Linked DNA regions of Mus musculus: regions 1, 2, 3, 5, 6 and 7 are each linked to region 4. Evidence: chromatin contacts called from public promoter capture Hi-C data. All regions are on one chromosome and are shown on one strand. The core of a region is the stretch at or near the end of the contact, and the rest is flanking DNA. Distances in the headings are between cores, read along the strand shown. Region 1 holds the start of Zrsr2 (zinc finger (CCCH type), RNA binding motif and serine/arginine rich 2). Region 2 holds the start of Msl3 (MSL complex subunit 3). Region 3 holds the start of Vegfd (vascular endothelial growth factor D). Region 4 holds the start of Rab9 (RAB9, member RAS oncogene family). Region 5 holds the start of Hccs (holocytochrome c synthetase). Region 6 holds the start of Ap1s2 (adaptor-related protein complex 1, sigma 2 subunit). Region 7 holds the start of Pir (pirin).

What was found. Promoter capture Hi-C pulls out the DNA fragments that hold promoters and counts their contacts.
Region 1: a contact with region 4 is called in a promoter capture Hi-C map of liver, with 4 times the contacts expected there. The contact joins the promoter of Zrsr2 here to the promoter of Rab9 in region 4. A contact is called at or near these places in 4 of 39 promoter capture datasets (the C10 cell line, hippocampal neurons and liver) and 1 of 9 other capture datasets (liver).
Region 2: a promoter capture Hi-C map of erythroid cells shows a contact between it and region 4, with 30 times the contacts expected there. The contact joins the promoter of Msl3 here to the promoter of Rab9 in region 4. A contact is called at or near these places in 2 of 39 promoter capture datasets (erythroid cells and pre-B cells) and 2 of 9 other capture datasets (adipose tissue and liver).
Region 3: a contact with region 4 is called in a promoter capture Hi-C map of the 3T3-L1 cell line, with 25 times the contacts expected there. The contact joins the promoter of Vegfd here to the promoter of Rab9 in region 4. A contact is called at or near these places in 3 of 39 promoter capture datasets (the 3T3-L1 cell line and pre-B cells) and 1 of 9 other capture datasets (adipose tissue).
Region 5: a contact with region 4 is called in a promoter capture Hi-C map of liver, with 5 times the contacts expected there. The contact joins the promoter of Hccs here to the promoter of Rab9 in region 4. A contact is called at or near these places in 3 of 39 promoter capture datasets (erythroid cells, hippocampal neurons and liver).
Region 6: a contact with region 4 is called in a promoter capture Hi-C map of pre-B cells, with 2.9 times the contacts expected there. The contact joins the promoter of Ap1s2 here to the promoter of Rab9 in region 4. A contact is called at or near these places in 5 of 39 promoter capture datasets (cranial neural crest, hippocampal neurons, liver and 1 more) and 1 of 9 other capture datasets (adipose tissue).
Region 7: a promoter capture Hi-C map of erythroid cells shows a contact between it and region 4, with 6 times the contacts expected there. The contact joins the promoter of Pir here to the promoter of Rab9 in region 4. A contact is called at or near these places in 1 of 39 promoter capture datasets (erythroid cells) and 1 of 115 datasets of contacts at active chromatin or transcription factors (stem cell-derived neural progenitor cells).

Annotation. Positions count from the first base shown.
Region 1 is chrX:163,957,382-163,960,838 of GRCm38.p6, reverse strand. It overlaps Zrsr2 (zinc finger (CCCH type), RNA binding motif and serine/arginine rich 2), which reads left to right and starts at 2,173. Exons shown (of 11, transcript NM_009453.3): 1 at 2,173-2,565; 2 at 2,844-2,923. The coding sequence starts at 2,513. It overlaps Gm38561 (a long non-coding RNA gene), which reads right to left and starts at 2,098. Exons shown (of 4, transcript XR_878297.3): 1 at 1,994-2,098.
Region 2 is chrX:168,672,124-168,675,684 of GRCm38.p6, reverse strand. Msl3 (MSL complex subunit 3) reads left to right here and starts at 1,813. Exons shown (of 13, transcript NM_001370791.1): 1 at 1,813-1,957; 2 at 3,340-3,422. The coding sequence starts at 1,856.
Region 3 is chrX:164,372,087-164,375,658 of GRCm38.p6, reverse strand. Vegfd (vascular endothelial growth factor D) reads right to left here and starts at 2,137. Exons shown (of 7, transcript NM_010216.2): 1 at 1,740-2,137. The coding sequence starts at 1,829. It overlaps Pir (pirin), which reads right to left. Exons shown (of 10, transcript NM_027153.3): 10 at 2,646-3,206. The coding sequence ends at 3,094.
Region 4 is chrX:166,478,271-166,481,604 of GRCm38.p6, reverse strand. Rab9 (RAB9, member RAS oncogene family) reads left to right here and starts at 1,738. Exons shown (of 3, transcript NM_019773.2): 1 at 1,738-2,065.
Region 5 is chrX:169,318,688-169,322,248 of GRCm38.p6, reverse strand. It overlaps Hccs (holocytochrome c synthetase), which reads left to right and starts at 1,877. Exons shown (of 7, transcript NM_001331049.1): 1 at 1,877-2,273; 2 at 2,659-2,811. The coding sequence starts at 2,700. Gm15246 (predicted gene 15246) reads right to left here and starts at 1,854. Exons shown (of 6, transcript NM_001361166.1): 1 at 1,552-1,854.
Region 6 is chrX:163,907,228-163,910,521 of GRCm38.p6, reverse strand. Ap1s2 (adaptor-related protein complex 1, sigma 2 subunit) reads right to left here and starts at 1,505. Exons shown (of 6, transcript NM_001290379.1): 1 at 1,249-1,505. It overlaps Gm52456 (predicted gene, 52456), which reads left to right and starts at 991. Exons shown (of 2, transcript NR_165469.1): 1 at 991-1,111; 2 at 1,224-2,412.
Region 7 is chrX:164,267,712-164,270,994 of GRCm38.p6, reverse strand. Pir (pirin) reads right to left here and starts at 1,564. Exons shown (of 10, transcript NM_027153.3): 1 at 1,318-1,564.

The DNA.
Region 1 (3,457 bases), core at 924-3,423, 2.5 Mb after region 4:
TTTATGATCTGTAATTCCACTTCCTGGAGATCTAGCACCCTCTTCTGAGCTCTACAGGAACTGGGTATGCAGGCAAAGCACCCTACACATTAAAAAACCCGAGGCAAAGCATTGGCTGGGAGCAGGGTGAATGGGTAGCCAGCTCAACCTCCGCAGCAGCAGCCTGGGGGTCTGCGTTCCCCAGAGGCAGGGAGCAGAAGGAGACTCCTCAACAAACACAGGGAACCAAGATCCTAGAGGCAGGCTGCAAAAGCCAGGATTAAGAAGAGGGACTAAGCCAGTCCTGGTGGCGCTTACTTTTAACCCCAGCACTCAGGAGCTAGAGGCAGGAGGATCCCTGAGTTCAAGGTTAGCCTGGTCTATAAAGCAAGCTTCAGGACAGTCAGAGCTACAGAGACACTCTAATAAGACAAGACAAGACAAGACAAGACAAGACAAACAACAAAGTAACAACAACAACAATGACAACAACAAACTCAACAAAATCCAGGAACTAAGAGTTCATCAATTGTGACAAAACAAGAAACTTGTGGCCCCAGGTAAGGCTTCTGATAAGCACTGCGGGGGAAGTTGCCGCAGAAGGTGAAGGAGATGTCCACTGATGCCCTTGAGAGCAGAAAGAGCAAAGTGTTAGCATTCTGTCTAAACTCCACCTGCATAGTTACCTGCCAACAGTCAGGTATGCTCCTCCCCACAGTTACCTGGCAACAGCCAGGTAGGCCTGGTCCACTATAAAAGGGGCTGCTTGCCACCTCCTCACTCTCTTGCCTCTTACTCTTGCCTTCTTGTCTCTTGCCCACTTGTTGTTTTTATATTTATTTATTTAATGTGGGAATGCATGCCAAAGAGGACAATGTGTGGGAGTCTGTTCTCTCCTGCTATATAGGTCCTTGGGGATCGAGTTTAGATCCTCAGCATCTTTACCTGCTTAATCATCTGCCAGCCCTATTTTTATTTTCCTCTCTAGTTCCACATCACACCTCACCTAGATGATTGTGATACAGTATTACCTTTTTCTTGTCTTTCTTATTTATTTTATTTTTGTTTGTTTTTCGAGACAGGGTTTCTCTGTATATCCCTGGCTGTCCTGGAACTCACTCTGTAGACAAGGCTAGTCTCGAACTCAGAAATCCACCTGCCTCTGCCTCCCAAGTGCTGGAATTAAAGGCCTGAGCCACCAATTCTTTTTTAATGGAAGTGTCAGGTAGCTCAAGTTGGCCTTGAACTCTCTAAATAGCCAAGGTTGACCTTGAACCCCTGATCCTCTTGCCTTAGTTTCTTAAGTTCTAAGAGTATTGGATTAGGTGTGAACTACCTTGTCCTGCTAATTTAATCCTTTACATTGCAACGTAAAATTTCCCCATTAAAAAAAAACACTCCTGGAGACTGCTATAGTTGTCCAGCTCAACCTCCGCAGCAGCAGCCTGGGGGTCTGCGTTCCCCAGAGGCAGGGAGTAGAAGGAGACTCCTCAACAAACACAGGGAACCAAGATCCTAGAGGCAGGCTGCAAAAGCCAGCCGAGGATTAAGAAGAGGGACATTTTCTCGTTGCATATGTAAATGTTTTTAAAGATTTATTTTATGTATGTCCATTGCGTGTTTGCAGCACAGGATCCCCTGAAACTGGAGTTACAGATGGTTGTGAACTGTCTGGTGGGTGCTGGGAACCAAACTTGTATCTTATGAAATAGTAGTAAAGCTCTCATTACAGTTACAGCTGAGCTCTCTTCTCCAGCCCTCCTCCCCTTTGCACAAAGGCATGGGGTAGCAGCAGCCAATCTCTAGATACCCTTGCCTTGCACTTTTGTTCCAGTAACAAAATTCCCTGCTTCCCAGCACATTCCAGTCAGTTTCACCTCCAGACGCTTTCGGCTTGTTTTTTTTTTCCTCTTTCTCCAAGCACAACTCCAGAGCCAGCCGAACAGATCCCGTTCCCCTGCACTTAACTCCGGTCCCTCTCTGCTTCTCAGGATTAAGAACAAGGGTCACAAACCTGATTCCTTTGGAACCAGAGCCAGCAGGTTTTGCAAAGAGGAAGCGGATTCTTAAACTTCGTCTGGGGCGCTCATGGGTGGAGCCGCGGAGAGAGGCGGGACCTAGAGGCGTCGCCTTGGAATTTAGATGGGAGGGGGCGGAGCTAGGCCTTAACGCCTTGAATTCTGGGCAAGGGGCGGTGCTAAGGCCCCCGCGAGGCCCCGAGGAGCTGGGGCACGAGTTTCCGGGGGTGGAAGATCTCCGGGGGGCGGCTTCGGTGAGGAGACATTTTCTCAGCCCGCGATGCCTGGCTGACTGGCCGAGGGAGGAAAACTCAGGTCTGCCGCGGTGGCTGCGGCGGCCTCTTTGAGGGTCTGTTTTCTCAGGCCGCGGCGCCTGGCTGACCAGCTGCGGGAAGAAAGCCGTCTCCTTCCGTCTTGGGCAGGTACCGGTTGGTGGCCGCGCGGAGTGGGCGACCGAGGACCTGGGTGGCTGCTTCCGCTGAGACCTTGCCGTGGGAGAACACAGCGACAGCAGTATGGAAACGGCGGGGGCTACGGCGGACGCTACGGCGGGGCCGCAGAAACTGAGGTATAGGAAATGACGAGGCGAGGCGACTGGGGCGGGGACGACTATCTCCGGGGCTGTCCCGGGCCGCCCGAGGAGATGGGGGGCGGGGCGCAGGGGGGGAGCGGAAGGAGGGGCGGGGGACGGACGGGGCGACCGGCGCGGGCTAGCCTGCCTTCTTCCTTTGCCTCCGAGCGCTGTCCTAGGCTGGCCCCTGGCCTGAGGGTGCAGAGCCGGGTGTGCGGATGCTCACTCTGTGTGTGCGCGTGCGCGCGCGCGCGCGCGTTTTTTCAATCTTCCAGCCGTAAGAAGTACTTGGCCCTCCGGAAGAAGGAGAGACGTAAGAGGCGACGGCAGGCGCTCGCTCGGCTCAGAGAGGCAGGTAGTTGTTGCTCTGGATGTGGAATTGCTCCCTCTCTTCCTGCTCCGCCCTCCCACGCGGCCTCAGACAGGCTAGGCTGCCCTTACATCCGCCACGTAAATGAGGACGACTCTTAAACTTCTGATCCTCCTGCCTCTGCCTTCGAAGTGTCGGGGTGACAGAGTTTCGGCGACCATGGCACTTTGCAAGTTGATCGGTTCGTGCGTGCTAGGCAAACCACTCTGCCAAGTGAGCTACACCCCCAGCCCATGCAGCTGCTTCCCTCGATTTCCTGCCCAGCTCATCTCTGCAGCTAGCCACCACACCACTTAAAAATGGCCCGCACGTGACAGAACCCGATATTCTAAGTGGTAGAGCTATACATTTAGTAGATTCATAAAATTAGATGTTTATAAGATGACCAAGCACTTACAAATGCAGGCAAGAGGGTTGAGCTCCCACAGCAGTGCTAGGTTAAGGTGATGGCCAGCCTTACCACCGGAGACTGTGGAACAGTACTTGAGAACTAGTTCAGGAGAGGCAGGCTCCAACATC
Region 2 (3,561 bases), core at 564-3,063, 2.2 Mb before region 4:
TTTTATAGAGGAAGGCAGAGAAGGAGAGCCACCCATGACACAAGGATGGACTTGAATAGGAAAAAAAGGAACCCACCTCTCCTCAAAGGTTAGAGCATGGAGTGGACTCTTCCGTTCATGAACCGGAAACACCACACTACTCCAGCTATGGCTACATGTGATAAGCTGTGATATGTGCTTCAGAGCTGCCTCTGCCATTTACAGGGAACACTACCATCTACTATCCACATTCCTGGAGAATCAGGGTTCCAGTTCTGGCTTATGGACTTCATTGTCTTAGATCCAAGTCATTATCTGGCCATTTTCCTCACACCTGCCCTCCTCTTTGCCCTATCTGGCCAGTGGAGCTATTCCTCACTCAGCTCTTAATTCTAGAAAACCTGGAGGACTCCCAAGATGCCTCCTTCCCTTCCCTCAGTTATATCCAGTTGGCCATTGAGTTTTATGGATTTGATTTCATAAATCTGTGATCATTCATCCATTAAATATTTATTGTGTGCTGTGAGTATACAATGACACACTGGATTAGACACCCCCAACCCCCAGGTTCAAGCAGTTTACCCTCTTAGTGGGGCCATCTTGCAAATGAACAACCCATTCTCCAGCAGAGCAAGAAAATGGTAATAAAAGGGTAAGTCGAGTTCTGGGAGGGAATACTGGACAGATACATGGTTGGTTCCTCTAGGCTCCTGCGGGACCTTTCTCTTGGAAGTGCCCAAGTGGAGGTGTGAGAGATTTGGACCTTGTACCAGGTGAAGGGAGGTGGGGGTGGGGAGACGCAAATTTCTGGAAGCAAGAACAGAGTGAGTGGCTGTGGGAAATCTGACAGTTCACTAAAAACCTCCCAGCCCATCTGCTCAACTTTCCAGCCAGGTCTTGATCTAGTAATCACACTGCCTAGTGGCTTTGCACTCAAGAAGAAACAGGCCAGCACTGCCCTCTCTGTCACTGAAGCTCTGCCCTTCAAGTCTCCTGTCTTCTGGTCGGTCATTCAGGGAGTATTTATGAACGCCCGATCTTTGCAGGCACTCTGTTAACAGCAGTCTCAATGGTGCTTCCACTCTTCAGGAGGTTTTGAGCCACTAAAGATAGACCATGGGGGAGCAATTCAGGAGTGCTGCAAGCTGACACGTAAGGTGTTAACGACCCTTTCAGGACCCATAAGCTTTGCTGTCCGCTGCTCACTGGGGCCTCCAGGCCCTACCTGCTGGTCCTCTCGGAAGGATGACCCAGTGTTCTATTAACTGCCCGGAATGTCTCCTCCCCTCGCTCAAGGCCACTGCCCTTCTCCGGCCAGCTCCAACACCGCGTCCTTCTCGCGTGGCCACACTCATCTGCGCGCAGCTCCGCCGAGGGGGCTGACGCGCGCGCGCGCGGCCAGGCAGCTCCTGGGGGCAGACGCCATCCAGCCTCCTCGGCGCCTGGTGACTACCCTAGAGCAATCCTCTCCCTAAGAGATCCCCACACTCCGGCCAGAGAGCGCACGCCCGGGGTGACAGCTCGGCACACACGTGGGCGCAGCCTGGAAACCGCGGGAATCCTAACCCATGGGGACCAGAGGGAACGGTCTGCTGGAAGACCTCGGTCGAGGGATCTTGCTCCCCGTCCGCACCCCTCTCTGAGCCCCAGAGGGGACGGGCGGGGACAAGCCCTGGCGGGGCCGCGCGCTTCCATCGCCACTGCCAAGGTCCTCGCAGTGGCGCGGGGTGGCCGGAGGAGGGGCCGAGGGCGGGGCGGTCGTAGCCTCCACCACTCCCGGGCCCCCCCGGTGGCGGAGCGCCGCCTCCCCGGCCGTCCTCCCCCACCGCGCGCACTCTGCCCGCCCCGGAGCCTCGCCCTCCGCCACGATGAGCAAATGAGCGCGAGCGAGGGCATGAAATTTCAATTCCACTCTGGGGAGAAAGTGCTGTGCTTCGAGCCTGACCCTACCAAGGCGCGAGTGCTGTACGATGCCAAGGTGCCGCCGCGGGGGGAACAGGGAGGAGATGCGGGACTGGGTTCGAGGGATGGGAGGCAAAGGGGCCAGCGGAGGACAAGTGGCCTGGAGTCCTGGACAGCCACCAGGGCGCGCCTTGGCCTGCGTGGAGCGGCCCGGGACTACAGGGGACGCTGGCGAGACGTGCTGGGCGCGCGACTTCCCTAACTAGAAAGGACCCGTGATGCTTCCGCTTCCGGCCGTGTCGCGTCGCTTACGCGCGGTTGCTAGGCCAGGGTGGCGGTTTGAGCGCTGGGCGCCAATCCCGGCGACCGGTGTAGGAGGACTGTCGCCTGAGGCCTCTGCTTTTGTAACGAATCTGTCCTTGTCCCACGCGGCTTCTCGCCACATGGGCTCAGTAGAGGACACCTTGACCAGTTTCCCCACCCACATCTTCAACCTGGTCCTCAATTATTCCCAGCTGTCAGTCCCGAACCCTGGTCAAATTTAGGATTGTAGTCCTGCTGGGGGGGAAGGGAGGGGCTCAAGGTTGCTCTGTTGCTTTCTAAAGGATTGGTGGGAGGCGAACAGAGCTAGGAAAGAATCGCATCTCGCCTGTATCCAGCTTGGTCAGCCCAGGCTGAGCTATATCTTGCGGTTGTCAGTTTTTAAGTGGAGGACTGGGCACCTAAGTGCTCCAGAGCCCAAAGAAGGTAAAAATTCAGCGCGCTGGGGGTCGGGGCGAGCATCGGTGTTTCCAGCCACCAAGGTGAAGTCCTTGGTGGCAGAGACAACTCGGAGCAGCACCAGGTGTGTTTTTAGCCATGTTTCAGCAGTGCTGTCCAGTGGAACACCCCAAGGTCTGTGCTGGATTATGTATCTTTGGTTCTTCCTGAAACCCTTAACTCTGTTTACCTCCTATTGCTATCCCTCCAGCTTGCTCTATCGCTAGGAGATGGAAGGATATACGTTTCATTTGTACCAGCTATCACCTTAGGGAATGCATGGCTATTAAGGGGAGGGGAAGGGTTGTGGAAGTCTCTGGCTAGCTAGGCAAGACACTGGACAAGGCAAGGCCCAGGTGACTACAACTCCCAGAGGTCTCAGGGCTGTTCTCTCTAGTCTGGGCCCTTCGCTAATGACAAATCTACCGACCAATGACTTCAGAAGTTTCACCCGGTCTCAAACTCAAGAGACCAATCCTGGGTTGGTTGGACGGATGTTTCCTATTTTGAGGCAACCACTCGGGCAGAAGAGGAAAAAAAATGTTGAAGAATGTTACGACCCAGCTCTCGATCTAAAGGGGGGAGGGATGAGTACTTTCTTATTTCTTTAAGAAGGGACTGTGATCTAGTTCTTTTTACCAAACTTATAGTAATTTTCGGTTTGCTGTGCCACGCGTGAGTAGTATTTCCTGGTTTCAGATCATCGATGTTATTATCGGGAAAGACGAAAAGGGCAGAAAGATTCCAGAATATCTGATACATTTTAATGGTTGGAACAGAAGGTCAGTGAACTTGTTACAGTTAGACTTAATCGCCTTTGTAGCAAGATAATTTTGTAACTTTAAGTTTTAGAAACACTTGTAGAAAAGTTTAATTTCCTGCTTCTGCTTTGTTTGGAAAGCTTGCCTGGTCTGAGGCATG
Region 3 (3,572 bases), core at 888-3,387, 2.1 Mb after region 4:
AGCCATTTTCCTCCTAGATGAGAAGCATTCTGTGTGATTGCTGTATAATAAATTGATTTTTACACTTAAAAAAGGTGTGTGGGGAGAAGAGAATATATAAATCAAAATTATGTATTTTATTATGCTTCACCACCCAGTAATGTGTGTCCCCAAACTTTAATTACAGGCAGCACTTCATATAAGAAACAATCTAATTTAGCTGGGGGCCCGGTAGCTGTAAACTCACTAGATGTAGCTTCCCTCTTTTTCAAGGGAAAATATAAGGACATGTAAGAGAAACATTGAAAGGCATGTTAGTAAACACATGTTGCACATTTGCCATCTGTTAGGGCATGTTTTCTGTCACATAAAAATCCAGTCGCTCTTTCTCACTGCCCCATTCAAGAAATTTAAGTAGAAACAGTAAACTTAAAACTTCACTATATCCAGGACACAGAGAGGATTCTGGTAGCTGTGTCTATAAAAGAGTAAAAATTCTGAAGAGGGATGACTTCACTGGGGCATAGGGTTGAAGGCTGGTAGTAAGTGAACTGTCGAACAGTATTATGTACTATGCTGGGTTAGAAAGTCTTCGATGTAGCAGCCTGACTCTTTCAAGCTTTGTGAGTCCAAAATGCACATGGCAGAAAGGACACTTCTCAGCTCTACCTGACTGCCACCAGCCTTGATATTGGACCTCCATGTCAGGCTGCAGGGGAAAGGAAATCCACTTTTGAGTATAGTTGACAGGGTGAAAACTGTAAATGGAGCAGTTAGTCTTGACCTATGAAACCTGGATGCAGAGTTACTACCTGTTTATGGACTCTATGCATATGATGGTTCCCATGTCAAAGAGTTCACATCGTCATGAACTAATTTTCCCCTCTGGGGGGCGATATGCTCCCCCGTATGGAAAATTCAAGCCATAAAACTCAAGCCCACATCTGATTTCTATCTGCTCATAGCCAGAGATTTCTAAATCAGTCATGATTTAGTAGCACTCCAGTCAAAACAATTGCATCCGGGTCCTTTTCAAAAATAAAAAGGCTTGAAAGATACAAAATATGAAACGAAAATGTTATTCTAGCAGTCAGTAATCCCATTGTTCATCCTTTTTGCATGGTTCTCAATGTCTTGGGCTGTCCTTGATGCCTGCTCATAGAACCAAAGATCTGCTGACTACTTTATCTTAGACACATTTCTCTAAAGCAGAAACAGGAAAACAAAAACAAACCCCAAGAAAACTTGTCTTTCCTGAATGGTAGCAATTGGTAATTGGTAATAAGCAAAACCAGACAGAAAACATCCACACACACACACACACACACACACACACACACACACAAAAACCACTGTGATTTTCAATTTACAGAAGAAATTACTCAACCTGGCTGCTCACAAAAACCTACAAACCAAGGGCCCACAAAATTGTGTGTGTCACAGAGGCAAATCACAGCTTCAACAGAAAACCACTGTGCCATCTGCAAGCACAACTGGGAGCAAACTGGTTCCGTGTCAAAGATTTCCAGAATGCTCATGTTCTGTCCCCATTCCAAACACACACACACACACACACACACACACACACACACACACACACTTTCAAACATTCATGGTAAGAAACTTATTAAGCCCCCAAAGTAAAGCATTAATACACACAGGCTAAGAATAGGCAGGGCTTTTAGACTGCTTCAAAACCAGCGAGGGCAAAGGACTTTTTCTGTGAAAGCCAATAAAGAGAAATATTCAAGCTCACCTACCTTCACTGGTCCATGTTCGCTCCTGAAGCCCTGCACCAAGTACACATGGAACATCATGAGGATATTCCCCATTCCCCATTCTCCATACATTTTGAATATTTTAAATGTCTACCGATGACTAAGCAGTTGTTTCCAGGCAGCTACTGAAAAGTGTTGCAAAAGGCATTCTCCAGAAGCAAAGTTTGAAGCCCCAAACTTTACATGGAAAAAAACAATCACATGATCAGTTGTAATTAAAATCCAATGAAATGACTTGAGTAAGTCAAGGGACTCCCTCACTGCCTCACACACAATCTTAGTATGGGAGAAAGCAATGAAAAATATTTCAAAGTTTCCCGCTGCAAAAATAATCAGGAGGTGGTCATATCTTCCACTTGAAACTAGAAATCACTCTACAGACATTTCTTATCCAGAAAGTTGAAGATAAAAAAAAAAACCCCACCCTACGCTCAAGGTTCTAGCTGCTTTATAAGGAGGTGGTATGACCACAAACACTTGCAGTTACAGCAGGCTAAAACCCAACTATGGATTCAAACTTTTTCACAACCTTCAAGAGAGCTTGCAGGAGCATATGTCTTAAATCTGACAGAGTTTGGCAGAAAACGCTGGGAAGTCTTGGCTGGAATCCTGCTGTGTTCCTAGCAAGAGCAGGGCAGTTTTAAAAGCTGACTCACATGGGCAGGACTGCTGTGTTTTTTTTTTTAAGCACGTTGCCTGTAACATGAAACCCAGAACACAGTTCTGATGGCCAGGATGGCAGATGGGCTTCAGTAGAGGGACTTTAGATGCTCAGATATCTGCTGTCAGCAGCACAGAAAGCAGCAGCAACAAAAAACATGCTTCAAGAAACCCCAAAGGGCAGAGAATAAAAAGGCATCTATCTACTCCCATATAAAAAAGCACATGTAAATAGCAATTAATTTTTATAGGTGCTTAATAATTTCTACCAAATGAAGAACATTGATTTTTTAAAAGCAACAAGTAAAATTATTTGCATGTATCAGGAAATATTTTACATATGTTACTGCCATTTTTTTATTGTTTGTAGTTTTCCTTTTTAAATTAAACATATTCTTTGACAATTTCAAACATGAATATAATGCATTCTGAAGATTCATTACAAAAAAACATCTTTTTAATGTGGAATTCTATTTTTTATTTTTCCATTTTCAAGACAGATGGGCTTGGAAATCGGAGATACCCAATGTCTCTGACTCCTAGAGTGCTGGGATTAAAGGACTCTGCATCACTAAGCCCAGCTTAATGTGGCTTCAGAAGCACCAGCTAAACTAGCCTTGGAAATTTAATATACCGAATGGCCAGTCCATCCAAGTGGCAGCGTCTCAGCTCTTCATTAGTTTCCAATCTTTGACTTCCAGGTTCTGGCCCCCTCAAAACCATTTTTTGCATTTCTGAAATCAAGAATGGCCTGAGAAATTTCCTCATTGGTATTCATCACAAATGGACCTAGGGCAGAAAGAGACATTCACAAAGTTCTGGGTGATGACATGTTCCTCTATCACTATAATTGTTATGTATTCCTATAGCTCCTCAGTTAAAACAAAATCTAGGCATAGCTGGGCATCAATAGCCCATTTTCACACTGTTCAGTCATACGGAACTAGTTAGCATTTGTGTTTTGTGGCTAGGACTATATACAATTATATGTTATCATTCAGACCAGACTTAGATAAACAGGATTGAGTCTCACTGTCTACTGAAGGTTCCTCACAAGCAATGACAATCCCTTTTTCCAGCACATTCTGTAGTTGTTATTTTGTAGATCCTGAACTTATGGCAGGAATTGAACCAACTTGATATTATAAAACCAGC
Region 4 (3,334 bases), core at 489-2,988:
AAACTAGATCTTTGGTTGGTGGTTTAGTCCCTGGGAGCTCTAGGGAACTCTGGTTGTTTTACCCTATTCCAACATATTTACTTTTTTTGTTTTATATTTTAGTTTATTATCCACTAGAAGCCTATTTGTTTCCTACTGAGAGACAGAAAGGGGATGTATATGGATGGAGGGATGTGGGGAGGAACTTGGTGTAGATGGAGGGATACCCTATTTGAGAAAAAATGTTTTCAATAAAAGAAAAAAGATCTGATTTAGATGAGGATTGTTTTGGCTTGGTTTGGTTTTTCTGAGACTGTGTGTGTGTGTGTGTGTGTGTGTGTGTGTGTGTAACAGTCCTGGCTGTCCTGAAACTCACTTTGTAGATCAGGCTGACCTTGAACTCACAGATATCTGCCTGCCTCTGCCTTCTGAGTGCCCGGTAAAAAGACACCACCACACCTGGTTTGAGAAATCATTTTTTATATGTAACTTTTCAACATATGATTATTTAATAATATAATTACTAATAGATTACTTATAAAATATATACATTACTGAGATTTCACATTGATAATGGGTTAGAGAAAATATCAACATTTCGATGATTTAAATGTCAGTTAATGGATAAATTGTGTACTATTTCATTCTGTTTTTCCTTGTATGTGAAAAGCATAGTCATTTTTCCCTTAGAGAAGGTCTCATATAGCCTATGTACCAACTCCCTATGTGCCATGAGGATCTTGAGCTCCTGTCTCTGCTTCTAGAATGCTAGGCTTCTGTGATGTCGGGGTTGGAACCATGATTTCATGTATGGTGGACAAGCACTCGACCTTGACTTGTATCCCAGCTCACTTTTCCATATGCAACAGATTTGTATATCGATAAACCTTTACTCAGATGTCCGTGGGGGAAATATTCTGCACACATAAAAATAGATTCCTTTTTATAAGAAAAAAAATCATTGAAATTCAAACTGGAACTCAGTATTTATTATGAGCCTTATTTTCATAATTATTCTAAAATCATACTTGTGAGAAACTTTGCTAACTGTAATCTTTCTGGCGCCTGATGAAAGGTTATTACTTGAAAATGGCTCCACAAAGAGGCAGACATTATGTAAATTGTTGTGGATCACGAAAGTGAATGTCTTCTCTTAGAAACTAAACATAATCTATATGTTTATGGGGAGCTAAGAATCTTTCTTCCAGGGACTTTTATTTTTACCACCTATGTACTCAATTCCTCATATAAATCAAAGGAATACAAACACCTCTGACCCTATATTTTGCCATTATTATTATTGTTTTGTTTGTTTTTCGACACAGGGTTTCTCTGTGTAGCCCTGGCTATCCTGGAACTCACTCTGTAGACCAGACTGGCTTCAAACTCAGAAATTTGCCTGCCTCTGCCTCCCAAGTGCTGGGATTAAAGGCGTGAGCCACCACCGCCTGCTTTTTTTTTTTTAAATGGTGCAATACTGCTACGTCATAGTACTCATATGTTCTCTACTTTAAACTTTAAGAATAAATTATTATTTTGTGACCACTGTTAGAAGAAACGCAGGTGGGAAGACCAGAGCAGCAGCTAGTACAAAGAAAAACTGCGATCTTGCAAAGCAGTCTGTGGGAAGAGCAGATTCCAGACTTCCTGGCTCAGTCTTCCTTGGGCCTAATTCCTGTGATCCAGACTAGGATCTTAGCCTTAGCGGTTGGGCTCGCAGCCGCAGGCCACGCCCACAGGAAAGACCCCGACCTACAGCTCCTGGCCTGGTGCTACCGCCACAGGCCCCTCCCCGCAGCTCCTGGCCCCGCCCTAAAGACTTAGGTCCCGCCCCTGACCCGGGTCTGGTTTTACCACTCCAGACCCTGCCTCACTGCCTCAGGCCCCGCCCCGTCGCCCCACTGTCAAGGCCTCGCCCCTCCGTCTTGGCCCCGCCCCGGCCGCCCGCCATATTGGTTCTTCTGCCCCAGTCGCTCCCTCTTGGAAGCGCTCTCGACGTTCCGGAGTCTCTGGCCTTCTTCCTGCCCTGGTTGCACCCAGGCGTGTTGGCGAGCCGCCCCCAGGACGTCCAGTGTGTGTCTGCAAGGTGAGCGGGGGTCATCCTTCCATTTGAGGTCCGGCCAGAGCTGGTTAAGAGCGCGCGTAGCCTGAGCTGAGCTGCTGGAGCGGAGGGCCGCCGGGGCGGCGGGCGAGCCAAATTGGCGCGGGTCAGTAGATTGCTGGGCAACAGGGGTAGTTAGCTTGTCCCCAAGTCTCCTGAAAATTCCTACGTCAGTAGGAAGAAAGACGGGTTTTCACATTCAAGCACGGGAAGAAGATCACACACCCAACCACTCGGGACATACACGCGCGCGCGCACACACAAACACATACACGCAGACCGACCGATCGGCCTTACTAGAGAGGAAGAGATATCCCTTCCAAAAACATCATCTCAGGAAAGAGATATACCCCAAATACTTGGGAATAGGATGGTGGAACGATGCTCACGGGACCAATGACATTACCTGGGTACACACTTACACATTAGTCTTTCCCCTAACCACACGGGGACACCCACATACTCGAGACCAAACCTTGCGCCACAGTGACTGACTAATGCTGGGGAAAGCAAGCTTGTGTTATTTGAGTTTGGCGACCTCTGACATACTACCCTTTGACCCACTCAGGTGAGAGAGCTTGGAAGATAAAGCCAGGGCAAAGACCTTGTAGGCGGTTGGGAACATCGTCAGATATCAGATCTTGGCCGAGGTTTCAAAATCGCGTTCCTTTCTTCCTTCCATCTTAGTGAAAAGACCAGAGGAGACTTTTAAGTACTGACCAAATGGTTGGTGAACGTATTATGGTTCTGTTTTGTTTTGTAAATGATGACACATCCCGTGATCATACTTCTTTTGAGGAATAACTTCTGCAAGTTTCCAAATTGGCACGTGACCAGTCTTTTCACAGCGTCCTCATAAAATCAACAGACTGAATTTGGTTTTTGTTTTGTTTTGCTGGTACAAGTTTTGTCTTTTTCCTTGCTAGCACCACTGCAATGGAAAATCCCTACACTGCCTGAAATCTCAACTAGAATTGAAGGAAACCCAGGGCTTTCAACTAAGGACTATTTACCTTTTTCTTTTCGTTCTTTTTCTTCCATTGCTGGAGCCCAAACCTAGGGTCTTGTGCTTGGCTAAGAAAGAGCTGTACCCCTGTGCAAAATTCCCAACTCCTGTCTCAGCTAAGGGACTTAAGTACCCTGCTTTTACTTTGTCTTTTATTTTTATTTATTTTTATTTTTTTAAAACCTTAATAGGTTTTTTTAAAAAAGATTTATTTATCATTGTACATAAATTCACTGTAGCTGACTTCA
Region 5 (3,561 bases), core at 628-3,127, 2.8 Mb before region 4:
CCTGAGAGAGAGAGACCTCCTACTGCCTCCGATCTTGGAAAACCTTAGAATCTCAGGAACAAGAAAGGTATGATTCTTCTAATCAATTATATTAAAAAGTGAGAACTGTGGGAGATAACCGGAAATGGTTATGAGGATCTCTATGAGAGAAGGCAGAGTGTAAGAGAAGCAATAATTGTGGGATAGAATGGATAATTGTGACACAATAAAGAATTTTGAGGAAGGATATAGAATTTAGAAAGGGCCAAAGGGCCGGGGAAAAGAATTAAATATTTTAAAAGTGGAGACAACATGAACATGTTGAACGAGAGAAGAATTGTAGAACACATAGGAAAATTTAAAAAAAATGTATAACACAAATTTTAAAATGTTTTAACACAAATAGATAATATATATTATGCAATTACGTTGTTACCTGTGAAATCATAGACGCAGAAACATCAAAACAGAATTAACAGACTAGATTTATGTATTCCCAACCTATGGCTCACGATCTGTAAATCAGATATTTACATTATTATTCATAACAGTAACAAAATTATAGTTATGTAGTGGTAACAATAATTTTATACTTGCGAGGATCATCAGAACATGAAGATCTGTATTAAAGGGTTGGAGCTTTGAGAGGTTAGAACCACTGCCTTAGAAGAAGTTGTACCACTTGGACCGACAATGCTCCCCACAAGAACCAAAGACTAGCAAAAAACCAGACTATCACTGAAGAGGGGGCATAACACTTTAAGATCCAGAGTACCAGGAAGTCTGCTGTGGACCAACGCTCCTAGAAATGTCTTCATAAAGAAGACCTAAACAATGGTCACATTAATATGAAAGGGGGCCATTTTCATGGGGTCCCACAGAACTCAAAGCAGGAACCTGAAGCCACCAAGGAATCAAAAGCCATGGAGGCCATGGAGGTACACCACATACTGGCTTGCTTGGTCCCATGGCTCACTTTGCTTTCTTAATATAAGCTAGCCCATCGGTGGTACCGGATACAGATATGGAGAAAATGTCCCCATAGGCTTGCCCACTGGGCCGTCTGATGAAGACAGTGACTCCATTCAAGTTAACAAAAACCTAACCAATACAATAACCATCTCCTATCTGCTGGTTTACCCTACACAAGTAATATAAAAACGTACTTTGTGTAATATGAAATATACTACTTAGATGAAGGCTGTGAATTCCATGGAGTACACTCACAACGGTTGCCAGAGTCCTTGAAAGGACTAGGCGGTGGAAGTTTAAGTGCGTCTACTTAATTATAGCACTTTATTCCACAAATAAGCACAAATATCGCTTGTTCATTAAAAAATACAAGTTGAGCGGGCGGTGGTGGCGCACGCCTTTAATCCCAGCCTTCAGGAGGCAGAGGCAGAGGCAGGCGGATTTCTGAGTTCGAGGCCAGCCTGGTCTACACAGTGAGTTCCAGGACAGCCAGGGCTACACAGAGAAACCCTGTCTCGAAAAACCAAAAAAGAAAAAATACAAGTTGACCTTTCAAGAACCTAAGGAGATGACTTAGAAAAACACAGCGACGTGCCTTACCCCTCGGAAGCGACACCCCGCGGTTCCCTAACTTCTCACCCTGAGCGGCTTACCGGCCGGCCGGCGGAGTTAAAAAACACCGCCTGGCCCGTAGGGGCGGAGACGGAGAGAAGGCTCGGGCGCCTATAGGCCGCGGAGCGAGAAGGGGTGGACCGACCCGCCCTTAAACACACCGCCCCGCACGTAGGGGCGGAGACGGAGAGAAGGCTCGGGCGGCTCGAGGCCTCGGAGCGGAAGGGGGTGGGAGCGATCCGCCCGACCTGACGACCGTTCCTCTCCTCAGCGCGAGCTTGCCTCGTGCTCCCGGAAGTCCCGCCTTCGGAACAGGAAGTAACGGCGCCCGAGAACGCCGGCTGTGACCGGACGTTAGCGGTGACCCCGCGTGAGGAAAAACCGCGGGTGCAGCCGAGCGACTTCGGCTGGGCGGTTCGACGCGCTCGCGGCCGCGCCGCGCGGGACAAGTCGGAGCGGAGACTTGGGGGCAGGGCGGCGCCCGGGTTCGGCTGGAGCCGGCGGCTGCCGAGTGAGTTCGGCTGGGCAGGTTGACGCGCTCGGGGCCGCGCGGCGCGGGACAGTCGGCGAGGTGACTTGGGGACAGGACGGCGTCCGGGTCCGGCTGGAGCCGGTGCACTGTGCAGACCGCGGTGCCGGTGGGACGCGCATAGACGGGAAGGCAACACTGGTGGCTTCCTGCCCTTCGCCGCTCCTTGCCTCCCGTTTTGGTGACTTTTTTTTTTTTAACCTTCCTATTTTCCCTGAGGCGCCTGCCCTACTGGGAACACGGGTTCGAGGCTAGTTCAGTGTATTTTCCCTTGGACCCCACCATCAAGACTACACCCGTCTTCACGACGTGGTTGCATCTTACAAGTTTCCAGACTCTGGCACGGGTCCCCAAATGGTGGCATAGGCTTCAAGGTATTTTCCCAATGGAGGCACTGTTTTCAAAGTGTCCCCTCACCACCCCCCACCCCCACCCCCGAACCAGTGCCCTACCTCTTACTCTCCCAAGGGATGGTGAAAAAAAGCCAGGGCCAGCCAGGATCAGAATAACAAGGGGATATCAACTGTTTAGCCTCCACGTTTTAATCTGATTTCTTGCTTTGGCAGCTGGGTATTTTAGATTGGGAGTGACCCCTGTGATTCCAGCCATGGGTGCCTCAGCATCTTCTCCTGCTACTGCAGTAAACGCCTCGAATGCTTCAGATGGTCAGCCAGCTTCACCACCTTCAGGATGCCCGATGCATAAAGGGCAAAGGAAAGGTAACTTGCCTGTCTCGAAAATTAAAAGAAAGCTAGTGATTCTAGAGCGGTGGTTCTCAAACCTTCCTAATGCTGGACCCTTTGACCCAGTTCTGCACGTTGTGGTGACTCAACCACAACATTATTTTCCTTTCAACGTCATTACTGTAAGTTTGCTTCTGTTCTGACTCGTCATGGAAATATTGTTGGAGATAGTGCGTTGCCAGAGGGGTCAACCCACAGGCTGAGAGCCACAGTTCTAGAGTTGTAGCTTGGTAGTGAGGCTTGCAAAGCGGGACTAAGGCACTCTGGGGCTGGTCCAATTTGGCTGCTCACTAGATATTATCATAAACAATTTTTTTTATATCTCACAGTCTGTCATCTATGCAATTTTTCCTTAAATCAGCCTTGTCTTTCCAAAGTTTACCAGTGCCTACATCAGTGGCTTTCAGCTATGCATGTAAAGAGCCATCATTGAATACATATTTTGGTTCTCACAACTGAGAGGAAATGGTTCTGCTGACATAGACTGGGGTGGTATTAGATAGTGCTAAATAGACATCATACAGCCTCAGACATGGAGTCTTTGGTCCATAAATAGTAAGGGTGCCAGAGCTGAATAAACCTCGGTGTAGCTGTTTGAAATACACTACTCCCATATCTGTTAAGGTCTTCATCTAGGTCAAAATCAGCCTTCACCAAGTGAATTTATAGAGCATTATGTCAGTGCTAGGCTGGAAACAAAACAGTTCTTTAATGAGTGCATGTCTG
Region 6 (3,294 bases), core at 256-2,755, 2.6 Mb after region 4:
TTTGCATGTCTGTTGGTCAGTCTATATTTTCTAAGGCATGTATTTTATAATTCAACTGGTAAAAGCGAGCTGTATTGTAAAGCTAATTTGAAGGTAAAATTTGGATAGGTGTTTTGTTTTAACCTTTTTAAGTTCCTTTAACAGTGACAGTGCAAGTAAGATCCACCCAAGGGCGATTCTTAATATTCACCACACAACCTTAAATTTGAACACCCGGAGGAGGAATTTACGTAACTAATATAAAATCAAATTGGCTCTAGACAGGAAATCCACCTCGCAATATCCCAAAAAGGCATCAAGAAAACATCCGGATATTTATGGCGTAGCCATTTAACTTTAATAAAGTTAAAATTGGCTATTACCCCACACAACACTATATAATTCATTGAGAGCAAAGTGCCACCCTTGTAAGTCCTGAAGACAGCGGCATCGAAAAGAACGGCATCGAAAGAACTGGACATTGAACGCAAACCGTTATCAGAACTTGGGGAAGGGACCGATCGGTTTTCTTAAATCTTGACCAGGAGAGATGGTTTGCTAATGACTGGGGTGTGCTCTAGGCTATCTGTAGCGGGGTCCAGTATCCGCCCTACCACTTTGGAGGACGAAGAAACCAAGCATTTTCCTCAAAACAAATGATGTGCTAACATGGGACGAAACCCGCGGCACAAGTATTCCTTTTCCCTCGCTTTGATTTTTGCCGCAAATCCCGGGACAACAATTTCTCCAGATTGGTATTAAAACAAAAACAAAACAAAACAAAACAAAAAACCCAACAATGAGCTCAGCCTTGGAGTGGGCTCTGGTCCAGCATCCCTGGGGTCCCGCAGTCTCGGACGCCTCCCCTCCTCCCGGGACTACACTCCATCAGTACCCAAAGCTGGGCGAGGTGACCGGCAAGGAGTGGAGCAGAGACAATGGCATCCGCTGGCCCGCCAGGGGCGCCAAGTCCTCGGTCGCCGTCACCCCAGCCCCTCCCCAAAACGCCCCGTCAAACTTGAGGCGATCAGCGAACCACAGGTGCCGCGGGGTCCCCGCGGAACCTAGGACCGGTTCCCCTGCATCACCGGCGCGCTGCCGAGTGGAGAGCGGAGCGCTACCGCCGGCAGAAGTGAGTTTCGGGGCGCGGCGCCCCGGGAGGACTCGGGGTGGGGTCGTCGGGGCGCTCACGGGGCGGCGGGGGGCGCGTCCCAGCCATCACTCCCTCTTTCCATCCCTGCCAGCTCAGCGGACTCCTTCAGCACTTACGGCGGCGGCGGGCCGCGGACGCGGCGGAGCTGGGCTGGCCGCGGAGACTGAGGCGCCGGCAGCTGCTGAGGGGAAGCCCCCGTCGCCGTGCTGTGGAAGGGAAGCCGTGGTGCCGCGGGGAGGGGACCCGTCTGGTGGAGGGCAGGCTTAGGCTGCGAGGGTAGGGCGAGCCGACAGATCCCGCCCTGGAGGCTGGACGGAGGAGGAGCCCGGGCTGCGGCGAGCGGAGAGGCGGACCGGAGACCGCGCGCCAAGCTGCCGAGGGGGCGCCAACCGCCTCTAGAGTGAGCGCTGTTGCCGGCAAGAACGAGAAGCCGATTGGTCAAATAACCGCAGGGTAGGCGTGGCGAGGGCCGGAAGTCTGGCCACGTGACCCGGAAGCGGCCTAGGCTGTGGCCAGCGCGCTTGCGTACTTCGGGCTGTGCTGCCGGGACGCGGCGCGCGCGGCTGTCCTGGCTCCTTCCGTGGCAGGGTGATGGGGCTCCGCGGCGCCCTTAGCTGACCCCGTGGTGCAGGCTAAAGGATGGTCCGCACCGCAAAGGGGCTGATTCCGAGCGCCAGTGACTCCGTGGGTCTCCAGAGGGTTGGGCGGGGAGGTGTGACAGTCGGCGATGATGGTGGGAGCCAAGGACAGGAGTGCTGCAACTCAGGGGAAAACAAGTCAGCGCTGTCGCGGTGCTCGTGCCCGCGTTTGCAGGGAGGCCCCTCCTTTCCAGCCCCAGCTAACCTAGACATTTCTCGCCACAAGCTTTGCTAGAGCCTCTCTTCAGGGCTTGCTTCCCCCAGCAGTGCGGCGGACTGGAGGAGTTGTAGTCCGCTCTCTGCTGCAAAAAAAAAAAAAAAAAAAAAAAAAAAAAAAAAAAAATCCAGACAGCGCTTAGTCCTTTTAGATCCCGCTTCCTTCTCACGGTCTCGCCCGCACCTTCCCCATCCCGGGTTCCAGTTTAGCCTTGGCTGATGACTCGCTCGCCTTGGCATGTCCTTCCTCTAATGTCACATCTATAAAGCCTCACCCTAAAGCCCCGGAACAACGAATTCCTCTTTTACCCACATGCTTCTGTTTAGCGCACCTTGGATTTTATTCGTTTAACAACCTAGTTCTCTGCCTGGTTTTAACACTACTGATAAATGTGAGTTGTCTAATAAAATTATAAAATGATGATAGACTTGTTAAAAAGCTGAAATGTTGACTTAGTCTGGGCGTATGATGGATGTCTGTGTTTTATTTGAATGGTGGAATGGATGGATCATCGAGTTCAACTCATCTTTTATAGATAAGGGGAATGGAGATCCACAGGATTAGGTGACCTTGCTTGGACAGCCATGGATTTCCCCTGTCAAATGCTACTCATTACTACTGTCACCTCTGTCCCTACAACAAAAGCCAGAACAGAGTATTCATTGGGCATGCCTTTCTTTGCAGAGATTACTAAACAGGAATTGTAAATTAACTAATGTAAGAAAAAAAAGATGCTACACTTTTAGCGAAGCTGTGTTTACTTAATGTAAAGAACCCCCTTATTAGACATCAATGTTCATTTTTATGTCTTAGAGTGCCAATGTAATAGGATCTTATACGTTAGGAATTTGAGGTCATTTTGTATATGCTTTTGTTTAGCAAAAATAAAACTAGAATACTTTCCCCTTTTCAGCAATACTATGCTGCTTGGAAAGTTTCCTACAAACGTGTGTGAGTGAAATATACTGGAGTATTAAAGTGGTCAATAGAAAGCAGAATTGGCTTTTGGTAGGTCTTTAGGTCCCCGGCCCAAATTTCTCTGTTTATTGTTGAAACATGCCTCTAAAATGCCAATGTACTTTCTCACAAGAAACAGATGTCATTAGCCAGTTCAAAGATAGCAATGATATTACACAATGAAAAACGGCCTTCTAATTCTAAACACTGCCTTTCCTTTTTGTGTTCAAAACACCTACGTCCTCAGGGTGCCTAAGTCACCACCTCCCAAGTTTAAACTCATTGGATGTGTTACTAATGTTGGTTAGTAGCTCTGGAAATTATGGGAGACTTGCAAATTGGCAGTCTCA
Region 7 (3,283 bases), core at 315-2,814, 2.2 Mb after region 4:
CAATGCGGGTTTTTTTAATCATAGCAACCCTTTGTTCCCCTTCCAACTCCTTTCAGACCCCTGCTCCACATCTCACTCCCAATGTAATCTTGTATTTTCCATAGCCTACTGAGACTAAGTGATGCCCATTCTTATACGAATGGGTGTTGGGTCATCTACTGAAGCATGGGCATCCTAATAGGGGTCAGTTCCTTAAAGAGAACTGACACTTCCTACCCCAGCAGCCTCCAACTGCCCAAGTTCCTCAGTTAGGGGTGGTACTTCGTGGAACCTTCTCCCATCTGTGTTGGTATTCTTACTGGCTGACTTAATTTTATGTAGATCTTGTGCAGGTAATTTTTTAGGCAAGAAATCTTTGAACTTCTTAATAAAGTCCTCTAAAGCACAGACAAACCATTTATGAAGTACCCCAGGCAATGGAACCGATGATTCAGGAACAACACATATACTACATTTATTATTCAAAAGTGTTCCATTATTGATTGAAGTCTAAGTCCTAACCAAGGAAATATCACACAACAAATACAATCACCCCCCCCCACACACACACACACACACACTTCTAACTTCAGGTGTTTGCAGACAAGTAATTCCAAGCCCCAGATCTGATCACCATATGAACTCTAACCAATCCTTCAAAGATTCCTTAAACTAAGAGAAGCACTTTAATAACAGGCAGATTCTGGAACTGGACACCTCAGATTTACATCTCAGTTTTGCCACATTCCAGGCTGCTTTCATTTGGGATGCTGTGTGTCTCAGCTTTTCCATCTATACAATGGGATTAAGAAGCGTCTGCCTCAAAGGATGTAAATAGGGCTGTAAGAAAGTGAGCTGCTGTTCTTTATAGGGACTCAACATAGAAGCACCCTTCAGTTTGTGAAGGCAGATCCTAAAACGGATCCTCTCTAGCAGGCAAACAACATGCATCTATTGGGCCATGAAATGTGGGAGACAGAAATGAACTTCTGAGTCCAGCCCCGTAATCATCCACACATAAGCGACTAGTAAGTAGTTTTGCCTCCACCTAATTTTTCTGGCTTCTTCCAGACTCCCACATTTAGGCCCTATACACAGGAACAAGGATAAAGCAGTTAACTAATTGCAGTGTGTTGCCAAGAGAAAAACCAAGCTATCATCTCAAATCGTGGTGGCTATTTAAGCATTTCCCTCCCTCAGCTCCCCTCCGAGCCCCAGTAGTGAGCTGGGAAAGACAGCATCATGAAAACTGGTCGGAGCATTCCTCCCACCCCCAACACACACACACACACATACACACACCACTCTCACGAGGGCTGAGTTCCCCAGGCCACTCACTGGGCAGTAGCGCAGGCCCAGGAGGGAGGCCACAGTCGGAGGTGCCTAGACTCCACAGCGGCAGGGACACAGCAAAGGGAGGACAGGTTTGCGGAGCGCCAGCCGTCAGTCAGCGTGACTCAGCGCTTTGTTGCGGGCCTCCAGAAGGCGGGAGTCTCTAGGTCTCAGGGGCCTTGGACCGGGGGACACACCCTTTATTTACCCTGGGTTTGGATTCTCTGACTCCGCCCCATGGCTCTCTGGATCTGCCTTTTGAAAGTCGGTCCAAAGAGTGATGCGCACCCCGGCCTCTTGGGGGCGCGCTGCCCGCCTCCCAGGAATGTATGGGACACTCAAGTGCTCTGCAGCCCCTTAGAATCTCTTGGAAAACCTGTCCTCACTCAAGTCATCTTGTCACCCAACGCTTCGTATGAGCAAGAATGTTTTCTAACCACTTGTCCCGTTTGGGGGAGTGACTCAGCCTCTCTATGCATTATCCCCAGTGAAATGAGCGTGGTAAAGCTGACAGGACCAAGACTGTAAGGCTGTAATGAGAATGAAATGAGCATGTCTCCGCATAGGTACTACACAGTTATCTCTCATAAATAAATACGCTTCTTGCTGTTTGCCAATGAGAATGGGGCAGAGGCAGAGCAGATGTAAGAACCAAAGAATCTCTGTTCCTGCTGAAAGAGAAGGCACACTCTAATAGGGAATCATAGAAGGGCTTGAGTTTTGTTGGGCTTCAAGAGCAGGCCTTAGAGAGTTAGCCTCAGGAGGTGAGGGTTTGTCCACAGCCAGGAAGCAATCTAGTTTTCCTAGGACTTTTAATCAGAAGACAGGCTACCATACGCAATGTTCTTTAGATACCCGGAAGTTCATTGTCTTTTCTTGGAAAAAGAGTGAAAGTGATGCCTCTTTAAAAAAAACAAAACAAAAACAAAACTACGAGCCTGGGAAACTGAAAAGGAATAAACAGTAAATGTCTTTTTACTTTCCAGCTCTGTGGGTCTTCCGTGGAGACTGCTCCCATTTGCTTTTGTAGCCAGAAACAGCCAGAGACAACGCCTGCTGAGTGTGGTGGCTGTGTTTTAATAAAAATTTGATTTTGGATAATGAAATTAGAATTCATAAGATTATGTTTTGAATTCGTACAATTCTCAGCTGTCATGAAAGTCTTCTTTTGACTTTATATTTCAGCTGGTTTTTGGGGGGCATGGTTCCCCATATCCCCGGCTGGTCTTACCTCCCTAGAGAGCCTAGGATAACCTTGAACTTCTGACTTTCCTTCCCACAGTTCCCAAGTGTTAGGGTTACAGTGAAGCATTCACCAGCGTGCCCAGTTTTACATGGTGCTGGAGACTGAACCCGGGGCTTTGTGTATTCTAGGCAAGCAATCTACCAACTGAGCTAGATCCCCAAGCTCTTCAACCTCAAGATGTGAAAAGGCATTCTTACCTTTCAGACTACAGATTTCTGCTGTAGAAGAATGGGGAAGTGGAAGAACAAAGACTTTTCCTTGGTGCTCAATTGGGCAGAACACACTAAAAATGGGAACAGTAGAGAGGAAAATATCATGGCCTTTGTACAAGGATGACATGCAAATTCATAAAGTTGCACTCTCCCCTCCCTGCCTCAATTCATGGCCACACTTGGGTGTATATAGTCTTTTCTTGAAATGGCTATCTGTCTTCCTTAATGCCGATACCCAAATCTATATTAAAACGCATTCACAATAAATTCTGTTTTTTAACTCTTTTCCCTGAGCTTTTCATATCAGTGGGGTTCAAACTGACTCTGCCTACCTTCAGCAATTCAAGACTAACAGATTATGCATGCAAACTTCAAACTGCTGTGGACTAATAAGGTATTGGTACTTCCCATCTGTAATTATTTCTGAAATAGTTTCCACATAAAACAGAAGTATGAACACCCTGGCTGGCACATTACAGACCATATAAATAAACTGTCTTGTATTTCCTCAACC